2 separate regions of the Mus musculus genome follow, and region 2 is linked to region 1. The links are chromatin contacts, called in public HiChIP or PLAC-seq maps. All regions are on one chromosome and are shown on one strand. The core of a region is the stretch at or near the end of the contact, and the rest is flanking DNA. Distances in the headings are between cores, read along the strand shown.

Region 1 (4,976 bases), core at 1,144-3,643:
TTAACTCTTCTGGCCCTACCTGTTCTGATGAGAGGGAGGGTCATAACCCTGTTGTCACACCCGGCACCTGCCTTGAAAGGGATGAGTTGTGAGCTGGAACTTCATAGCTCTTTTAGAAATCTGGGATGAATATACAGATTTCCTCTTATGATGCAATCGCAAGAAGAACCCGTGTGTTGCCTGCTGGCTTTTATCCTCCAGAAGGCTGTTGGGAAACTTCATCTTTTTCAGTTGCGTTTCAGAATCTTGCCTTGATTATATGACATAATAATAGTGGCTCTCCAATTCATCTGTGAAATCTTTTTTCATTGTGGTGGTTACTGGTTAGATGGTCAAGAGGGGGGAGGGACTACTGTCCTAGGTAAATAAAAACCACCGAGCTGAAAGAGTTTAGGGCCCTGACTGACTTTATGTGTTTACATCCTCATCTAAGTTCATCGAGGGTTTGAGACCTTGGCCTTAAAGTGGCTCACTTTACAAAGTAATGCTCAATCCTAGCTTTCCAAGCCAGAATTTTTTTCTTTCTTTCTTGACACCACAATGGGGGCGAAGGGGTGGGAACAGGTGTTCTTTTTGTTGTTCCTTTGTTTGAACGAGTAATATTTTCAGAGTTAAACTGGCCTAGTTCCAAGGGAATGGGGATGAACCCCTCGAGGTCACGTGAAGGGGGAGCGCCACTTTCCAGGCGAAGTCGGGCTCTTCCCCACCCCTTAGCGCGCCTAGTCCTCTGCCAAAACCAAGAGAAAGGATGAAAAGTCCTTCCTCAAAGGCTCCCAGCTCGAGCCCTGCCTTTGACAGACTGACTGGGCAGCCCCACTTCATTGGGAAGAGATGCATTCCAAGAGCGCTTCTGTGGTCGGCCAGAAGTGGAAAATTCAGGATGACAAATATTCCGAAGAAAACTAATATAGGTCCCAAGGATTCCGGGACTCAAACAGGTGAAACGACAGAGGACGTGGCACCGACGCCCCGAGAGGAGCGAGTGCACACGCTGCCTATGCTGGAGCATCGACCCCCTTTCCCGAGTGCCTTTCTTCAGTCCCCGCCCTCAGCTGTCTCCGCCAGGGTTCAACCATGAGGGCGGCGGAGCCCAACTCTGCTCCCCAATCCAAAATAAACACCTAGCCTTAAAAAAAAAAAAAAAGTAAACCTAGTTTAGCGAGTTATACTGAACACCACACTCACGGTTTTTGTTTTGTTTTAAGTACTTGGTAGAGATGAGGGCGAAAACCTTTCCCGGCTGGAAAATTACTGAGGGTAGTGGGGAATGGGAAAAGGAGTAATAAGACTAAAACAAAGACTGCCTTTTCCCCTCCCGGTAGGCAAGGGCCTGAGGTGCCACTTTGGAGCACTAGGGTCCCATTGCAGCGCTCCTCTTCCCAGCGCAGGATCACCTCCCAGTGAAGTCCCTTTGAGTGGGTTGGCTAGCTCAGAACCTAAGTTGATGGGAGCGAGTTGTCCTATGACCTTTACCTCGCCGCTTCACCTCTTTATGACTCACTTCTCATCTTCAAAATGAAGAGTGCGAGTGCGTAGCTTGTAAAGAGCTTTGAGATCCCTGGTGAAAGGTATCTCCGCGCCTCGGTCCCTCTCCGCGTTCCCACTCCCCCACCCCCAATGTAAATCTGGAACGCCTTCCTTGTTCCTTCCATTATCAAGATGACTACGTGCCCAATCCCGGCCGCTCTCTTTCATAGCAGGCGCGGAACCCCTTCTCCTAGCTTCTGAGATTCCTAGCGCCCCCCCCCAATCACCCGGCCCTCACCCCCACCCTACGGGAGGCCCCACTGGCACCCGCGCCAGGCCAGGCCCTGCGCCGACACGGCCCGGCGTCTGCGTGCGTATGCGAGAGAGGGCGGGCTGGATGAGTCACGCGGATAATCGCGCTCTCGAGTGCGCAGACGACAGGACAAGCGCGTACGCGAGCAGGGGTAGGGGCGCGCCGCCTCTTCCCCCCCACACACACACACCCCCAACCTCCTGTCCCCCGCCAGGGTTCCCGTGGCAGGACTTTCGAGCCCAGGGAACCGACCGTGGCCGCCCAGAGGACCCCGAGTAGCGCGGCCACGGGAGCCACGCCGTACTCCCAGCGCCGGAGCCGCCGTCGCCGCCACCGCCGCCGGCGTCAGCACGGCTCCAGCCCGCCAGCTGCCTGGCTGGCGTCACGGCCTGGCCCCGCCCCGCCCGCGCCCCTCCCTCGCCCCCGCCCCCACGTGCGCGGAGTTTGTTTATTTAGCTACCATGGCAACGCGCAGTGGGGGCTGCGGGAAGGCGGGGAGAAGAAAGGCAGGGGGCGGGGCCTGGCGGCGGAGCCCCGCGCGCCGCCACAGGGAGGAGGCGGGGAGCAAGCGAGCGAGAAGTTATAAGTAAGAAGCGCGCGGCGGCCGCCGGCAGTTCCCCGGCCAAGAGAGCGAGCGCGGCTCCGGGCGCGCGGGGAGCAGAGGCGGTGGCGGGCGGCGGCGGCACCCGGAGCCGCCGAGTGCCCCTCCCCGCCCCTCCAGCCCCCCACCCAGCAACCCGCCCGTGACCCGCGCCCATGGCCGCGCGCACCCGGCACAGTCCCCAGGACTCCGCACCCCGCGCCACCGCCCAGCTCGCAGTTCCGCGCCACCGCGGCCATTCTCACCTGGCGGCGCCGCCCGCCCACCGCCCGGACCACAGCCCCCGCGCCGCCGACAGCCACAGTGGCCGCGACAACGGTGGGGGACACTGCTGAGTCCAAGAGCGTGCAGCCTGGCCATCGGACCTACTTATCTGCCTTGCTGATTGTCTATTTTTATAAGAGTTTACAACTTTTCTAAGAATTTTTGTATACAAAGGAACTTTTTTAAAGACATCGCCGGTTTATATTGAATCCAAAGAAGAAGGATCTCGGGCAATCTGGGGGTTTTGGTTTGAGGTTTTGTTTCTAAAGTTTTTAATCTTCGTTGACTTTGGGGCTCAGGTACCCCTCTCTCTTCTTCGGACTCCGGAGGACCTTCTGGGCCCCCACATTAATGAGGTAGGTGAGATGTTGGACTTGGGAACAGAAAGGGGTGAGGATTGGAGGGAAGCTTCGGAGCAGTGGCCAGGGTGTCCCCTGACTCCTGGTCCCTGTGCGCCCCGCCCGGCCCGCAGGCAGCCACCTGGCGAGTCTGACATGGCTGTCAGCGACGCTCTGCTCCCGTCCTTCTCCACGTTCGCGTCCGGCCCGGCGGGAAGGGAGAAGACACTGCGTCCAGCAGGTGCCCCGACTAACGTGAGTGTCGCGCTAGTGCCCTGTAGATTTCTGCAGATGGGGTGGGGTGTATGGGCGGAATCCGGGGGTCACCAAGAGTCCTTGGTTAGGACAAGGATTGCCCTCCATTGGAACTCTACAGCCTTCCGAGGTGGCTCCTCGGCCCTTGAGTCGGCCTTAAGTGCGTGTGGTCCCGGCACTGCGGTACCGCCAGGGGCGCACAGCGGTTCCCCACTAGTCTTCGGGCGTCCGGACCGTGGGGTGGGCGCACTCAGTCCACTATATTTTAGGTGGACAAGTCTCGAGACCCTTTGGGCCGGAGTGATCGTAGCGCGTGGGCGACCCGGTGGCTATGGTGCATGGGGAGAAAGCCACCGTGTCCCAGTGTCCCAATTCCGTGGGCGGCTGGAGCGTCCCGCGGATCTGGCGGGGAAGAGGACTGGGCTGGTGGAGCGACGGCACTAGCTTGCAGGAGAACGAACGCGCCACCTCTTACCTTGGTGTTAGCTGAGATTGCAGTGTGGCCCCTGGAGTCCCCGAGGCTGCCTTCCTGTTCTGTCCAGTTCCTATAGCAGGGTGTTGGTGTGCTTCACCCAACAAGTCAATATTAGGGGTGGCAACAGGGTGCTACAATTAACAGTTTCTCTCTCCCTCCCTGTTCTTGCAGCGTTGGCGTGAGGAACTCTCTCACATGAAGCGACTTCCCCCACTTCCCGGCCGCCCCTACGACCTGGCGGCGACGGTGGCCACAGACCTGGAGAGTGGCGGAGCTGGTGCAGCTTGCAGCAGTAACAACCCGGCCCTCCTAGCCCGGAGGGAGACCGAGGAGTTCAACGACCTCCTGGACCTAGACTTTATCCTTTCCAACTCGCTAACCCACCAGGAATCGGTGGCCGCCACCGTGACCACCTCGGCGTCAGCTTCATCCTCGTCTTCCCCGGCGAGCAGCGGCCCTGCCAGCGCGCCCTCCACCTGCAGCTTCAGCTATCCGATCCGGGCCGGGGGTGACCCGGGCGTGGCTGCCAGCAACACAGGTGGAGGGCTCCTCTACAGCCGAGAATCTGCGCCACCTCCCACGGCCCCCTTCAACCTGGCGGACATCAATGACGTGAGCCCCTCGGGCGGCTTCGTGGCTGAGCTCCTGCGGCCGGAGTTGGACCCAGTATACATTCCGCCACAGCAGCCTCAGCCGCCAGGTGGCGGGCTGATGGGCAAGTTTGTGCTGAAGGCGTCTCTGACCACCCCTGGCAGCGAGTACAGCAGCCCTTCGGTCATCAGTGTTAGCAAAGGAAGCCCAGACGGCAGCCACCCCGTGGTAGTGGCGCCCTACAGCGGTGGCCCGCCGCGCATGTGCCCCAAGATTAAGCAAGAGGCGGTCCCGTCCTGCACGGTCAGCCGGTCCCTAGAGGCCCATTTGAGCGCTGGACCCCAGCTCAGCAACGGCCACCGGCCCAACACACACGACTTCCCCCTGGGGCGGCAGCTCCCCACCAGGACTACCCCTACACTGAGTCCCGAGGAACTGCTGAACAGCAGGGACTGTCACCCTGGCCTGCCTCTTCCCCCAGGATTCCATCCCCATCCGGGGCCCAACTACCCTCCTTTCCTGCCAGACCAGATGCAGTCACAAGTCCCCTCTCTCCATTATCAAGGTTAGTGGGGGGAAGGGACTGGCTGGTAGAGATGGCGCTGGGAGCTTTGTTTCTGGGGATCTTGAGACTATCCAGATTGAAGTTGACCCCACTTTCTTTACCCCCCC
Region 2 (4,976 bases), core at 1,462-3,961, 530 kb before region 1:
TTAATACATTTGAGGAAAAACTTGATGCTAAGGCACAAAAACCCCTCATTGTACCTTAGTATGTGAAGTATTGCACTGCATCCAAAACCCTCTCCTGAGAGCTTGCCCGCTGGTATTGACAGTCTTGTTTGATCTTTTCCTCTTGCATCAGGGTTGAAAAATCAGATAGATTATCCAAAGTTTAACAACCATTCCAAAACAATTGTTTATAGACTCTTCTGACCATCTACAAACATGGTCAAAGTGATCACATGTCTCTTCGGAGACTAAGTCACAACAGGTTTATGACTTTCATCTTGGGCACCTCTCTCTCTCTCTCTCTGTTCCTCTCCTTTTGACTCAGAAAAGGTAACTACCATTTTATGGCAGATTTGCTTGAGAAGGAGCTAAGAGTCATTATCAGCAGTGGTATAAAGAGCTTACAAATGAACCTGCAGCCTCAGTCAAACCTTCTGAATGCAACCCAGCGAGACAACTTGACCACTGCCTGCCCCCACTCTGAGCTGAACAGCCAGATCCATGCAACAGCTATCTGAATTCAGAAACCATATGAGTTCATAAGTGTGTGTGTTGTCTTTAGCTATTCAATTTCAAGGTGATTTGCTGTGTAACAGACAATAGCAATGATAGGGAATGTGATCTTTGCTTCTTTTATATGTGAGAAAAATATAAAGCCAGGTACTTCTGTCTATGAAACAAGCAAGCTATCCTAAACAGGGGAAAAAAACCAACATATTGTTTTCAGATAGGAATTTTCGGTTTATTTTAATGGATCACAGAACAAAGTTTTATAAGAATGAGTAATACAAAGTGAATGTGTAGCAGGAGCCAAAAGATAGATGTTTTCAATACAAGTTTCTTTTCTTTCTATCATCTGAATGTTAGATTCTGGAAATAAAGCTGAATATATTAAGTGTAGTTCTTACTCTTAAATACCTTATAGTCTGCTGTGAAAAATAACTGAAATACCCTTATTGGATGATGACTGAACACTCTAGAATTTATCAGAACTCTGTAAAAATCCAATACTTAGCATTCAAGTGATCTTGGGCAATTGATTGGTCATAGAGACCAGCACTGAGGCCTTCACTAAGCCCTTCATGTCTATCTTCTCCCCCAGTCTTACCACACGCTAAGCTCTTTACCCATGTTACCCCATTTAATCCCCAGAACAGTCCTATGACTAAGCACTATTACCTCACTTTTATGGATTAGTACCTATCTCATTGTGTTGCTAAGAGAACTAATATATTTAATCCAAACAAAAAGCTTGGCCTGGCCAACAGCTTGTAGTAAATGCTAAGTAAATGAGTGCACCTGGGGGCAGGTACCTGCTATGGAGTCAGACCCTCAGAGAAGGGACATGTGTGAAAGTTGTTGGAAAAGGATGTGTGAAGCTGTAAGGGGGTTTAGAATGGAAAGTGGGAAAGACAAAACGATAAACTAAGGGTATGTTCGTGTGGAGAGAATTCCTGTGCTCACAGAAGGCTCCAATTCACTGGAGCCTTGTCTAGCATATCTTAGAAATGCGGTAGGCACTAGGGTAAAGAAGGTAAACTATGTATTTACCAGTTCTTTTGCTTTGTTGATTGAGCTGCTCAGCTTTTCAATGTTTCCAGCCTGCCCTTAGTAAAATCAGATAAGTCTGGAGATCAAAGCCAAGGTGTAGAAATCCTAAGTACAGGAAGTGTCTTCATAGCACATTTACCAGGGGATCCAGAGAGCTTCAATTATAAGAAATTATTAATATCCCCACTGCCAATAACAAGTCAATCATATCACAGGATGCTTAGAAGAGTGGTAAAGGAAATTTATGGTTTGATTTTGAAATGTCATCCACAAGATCTTGTGTTTGAACACTGGGTCTGCTCCTAGTGACATTGTTTTAAGAAGTTGTAGGACCTTTGGGTATGAGGCTAAGCTAGTGGGGATGTTTCACAAGGAGTCAGTCCTTGAAGGTTGTAGTTACCTTGGTTACCAGTATCTCTTTACTTCCTGTCTACTGTCATAGGAAGGTGCAGCAGCTAACACATTCCCATCAACACACTCAAAAGCCTCTCTGTCATATTAGAACTGTGGTCAAAATAAACATCTCCTACCCTATGCCTTGTTTATGTCAGCTGTTTCATCACAGTGATGGAAAGAGTAATTAACATAAAATAGGGAATACATTGACACAGAGCAGAAAAAAAAAGTCATCTCCAATCATGGGTAGGGAAGATCAGAATGGGTTCCTTACAGATGTGATGGCCAAAAAGAAGAGAATAACAGATTGGGGAAAAAAGGTCAGAGGAGTACTACATGAAGAAGGAAGCCTATATGAAAAGCCACACCAAGAAACAGGAACAAAGGCCTGTACAATGAAAGACATCTTGGTGGTTGGTCTGAACTTGGAGTTAAAAGAGCCATGAGAGAAACGTTTCAGAAAGCCACCACGGGTCGTGTTGCTCAGATCTAGTCAGACCTGGGCTTTGTCCTGAGAAGAATGGGGTCTACATAGGTTTATGTTCTTCCATTTGCACAGGTCCCCATGAGGAAAGGGAATTAGGGGAAAGGAAGAGAGAGAAAGTAGCTGCCATGATTCAGATACGAGCCCACATGACTTGGCCAAACTGGGGACAATGAAGCTTAATAACAAACATACATCTCTGTGTTGGGGGTTAGGAATCCAGGAAGAGCTTATGTGGAGGCTATGACTCAGGGTTTCTCAGGGAGTCTACAACAGCTGCCTCTGAAGGCTTGCCCGGCTATTGGCAGGAGGGCTTCATTCAGTGCCATGTAGAACTCTCCCTACTGCCACCCAATGCTCATCTGACATCACATCTGGCTTCCTCCATATGACCAATCCCACAGAGGGTCAGCAAGAAAGAAGCCAGTTTGTTTTTCATGACCTAGACTCAAAAGTCACACTCCGTCGTTTCTGAAATAGCTTACTCATGGTCCAGGCCTGCTGGCCTGCTCTGTCTAATATTGGGGGTGTCTGTACAAGGATGTGAAATCCACAGACTGGGATCATTCAGAGATGCCTAGAAGGCTAGCTATGAGTCTGACCCTAACCCTTGATGGTTCCCATCCCTTACACATGCAAAATACACTCATACTTCTCCAAGGCTCCCAAATGTCTTATTCTAGTCAGTCAAAGTGAATTCCAGAATCTTGTCATCAGTATCAAATTTAGGTGTTAGTGTTACTGAGTGGGTGTCCATTAGTGTAGTCAATTGAACACTGATTCACTCAACCTCAATCTCTGTTAAGGCAAATGATTCACGGCTCTCAATTCCCCAAACACAATGATGAGAGAAGCACACAGTAACTAATCTAAATATTCTTATGCAAATGGTTGTCACCCAAACCATTCTGAAATCCAAAGGAAAAAAATTAGAATTTCTTTCATTAGTGTTCAACTTTGCTCATGTCAAGGAGTGATGCCCCATGGTTCTCAGAGGCGACCTGCTAGTCCCTTGCTCTGGACAGGAAGCACAACAAACAAAAAGCAGCTCTCTGCCAATGCAGCCTAGCATCACTCACACAGATTCATAAAGTGTACACCCAAATGTGGAGGAAGCAGGAGAGAGACAAGTCTGCAGTGGAAATGGCAATGTCTACAGAGGTAGGAAGAGCTGAAGGACTTTCCATCTAAGGAAAAGGAGGGTCTTTGAAAGTGTGAGAGTAGTTGATAGTTTCAACTCCTTTTGAGAATCCAAATTAAAAATGCCTTGGAAGTGATTAAAGTCTAGATTTCCAAGAAATGGATCCACAGGAACCAAGGAGTGATGCCAGTGGTATAGAAAGATCAGATTCTGATGGACTGAGAAATCATCAGGAGGGAGAGAGTGAACAAGGCTGCCTGTGTGGAGTTCAAGAAAAACAGGAGGAGCAGTGAGAACTTTCCTGAAAACTAAGAGGTGGGTCATTTACATTTAAGAATGGAAGAAGTGAGAGTTGGGAAGGTGACTTGGTGGGGGCAGGGGTGTAAAGGCATAAAGGTTTGTGGTGAGAGAACTCGTAAAACCAGAGAAGAGCACCAACTCCACAAAGTTATCCTCTACACACACATCGTGGCACAGGCACGGTAGCATATATGGGGTGCCACTTGCACCCACATAGAAAATGTGCATGCACATGCATGCACACAACACACAATAATAATAACATTTAAAATGGAAAAAAGAATGAACAACTTAACAATAAATGGGAAAAAAAGAGAGATGTGGTTCCAAGACCAAGACAAGACAAGATCCAGAGTCAGGGCAAGGATGGCACTTGAGTTGACAGAAGAGGAGGATGATGACATATTCCCTGAAGGACCTGGTGGAGAAGAGGGCTGAGGACAGCTTATTGTGTTCTCCACAGCTGCAGAGATTCTGGGATGCTGCAGAGTCCATGGGAAGAGAATGAAGGTTAGAGATAAGGTTAGCATGGTATCTTTACACCTTATACAGCAGAGTCACTCAGGGATATCAAACGCCCATTGGAAATCTCCTTTCAGACAGGATTGTTGACTGATTACATAAGAGAAAAGAAGGGTGATGGTGCTGTCCTTTTTCTAGCATATTGGAAGGCCTGTATGATGCTGAAGCCACAGATCTAAATAGAGACACATGTACCAATGGGCCCTAGAATTTATTTTGTGAAGCTTGCAATGTATTTAGAATTGCTGCTATGGTGATATAAAGGAGACCCTGTGAGTCTGAGGTTTCAAAGATGGAGTTGATTGACCCAAAGTCTTGTGTCATACCAAAGAAAATGCTGAGACTTTCAATAGCTATTCACATCAGCAAAAGATTGGTGATCAGCTTGAAAGTATGCCTCTCCTGCATTGAGCTGCATCTAGCCAAGGGACAAATATAGGCAAAACTGTCAGTTTATTGAGAATTATCTCATAACAGACAGGGCCCTAGCAGTGAAGAAGTGGGTCAGTGGCTAGGGATAGAATCATACACTCAACACTTTCTACCCAAGCATCAGATTTCTTA

What was found. HiChIP or PLAC-seq counts read pairs in DNA pulled down with a chosen protein or histone mark.
Region 2: a contact with region 1 is called in an H3K27ac HiChIP or PLAC-seq map of the NIH/3T3 cell line, with 7 times the contacts expected there. The contact joins the enhancer-like site here to the promoter of Klf4 in region 1. A contact is called at or near these places in 14 of 39 promoter capture datasets (3T3-L1-derived adipocytes, the C10 cell line, cranial neural crest and 8 more), 11 of 484 Hi-C or Micro-C datasets (the STO cell line, adipose-derived mesenchymal stem cells, bone marrow-derived macrophages and 4 more), 19 of 115 datasets of contacts at active chromatin or transcription factors (the NIH/3T3 cell line, astrocytes, bone marrow-derived macrophages and 14 more) and 4 of 9 other capture datasets (adipose tissue, liver, macrophages and 1 more).

What each region holds. Positions count from the first base shown.
Region 1 is chr4:55,529,892-55,534,867 of GRCm38.p6, reverse strand. It overlaps Klf4 (Kruppel-like factor 4 (gut)), which reads left to right and starts at 2,393. Exons shown (of 5, transcript NM_010637.3): 1 at 2,393-3,001; 2 at 3,118-3,238; 3 at 3,885-4,869. The coding sequence starts at 2,997. Gm12506 (a long non-coding RNA gene) reads right to left here and starts at 2,158. Exons shown (of 5, transcript XR_390585.4): 1 at 20-2,158.
Region 2 is chr4:56,062,601-56,067,576 of GRCm38.p6, reverse strand. No RefSeq gene overlaps it. Among named protein-coding and RNA genes, the nearest start is that of Gm12519, 64 kb to the right of the region's middle. Within about 2 kb of position 2,711, at least 7 of the 459 cell types and tissues checked have an H3K27ac peak or open chromatin away from gene starts, as enhancers often do. A contact at or near this core is called in the NIH/3T3 cell line and muscle stem cells, where this site is marked.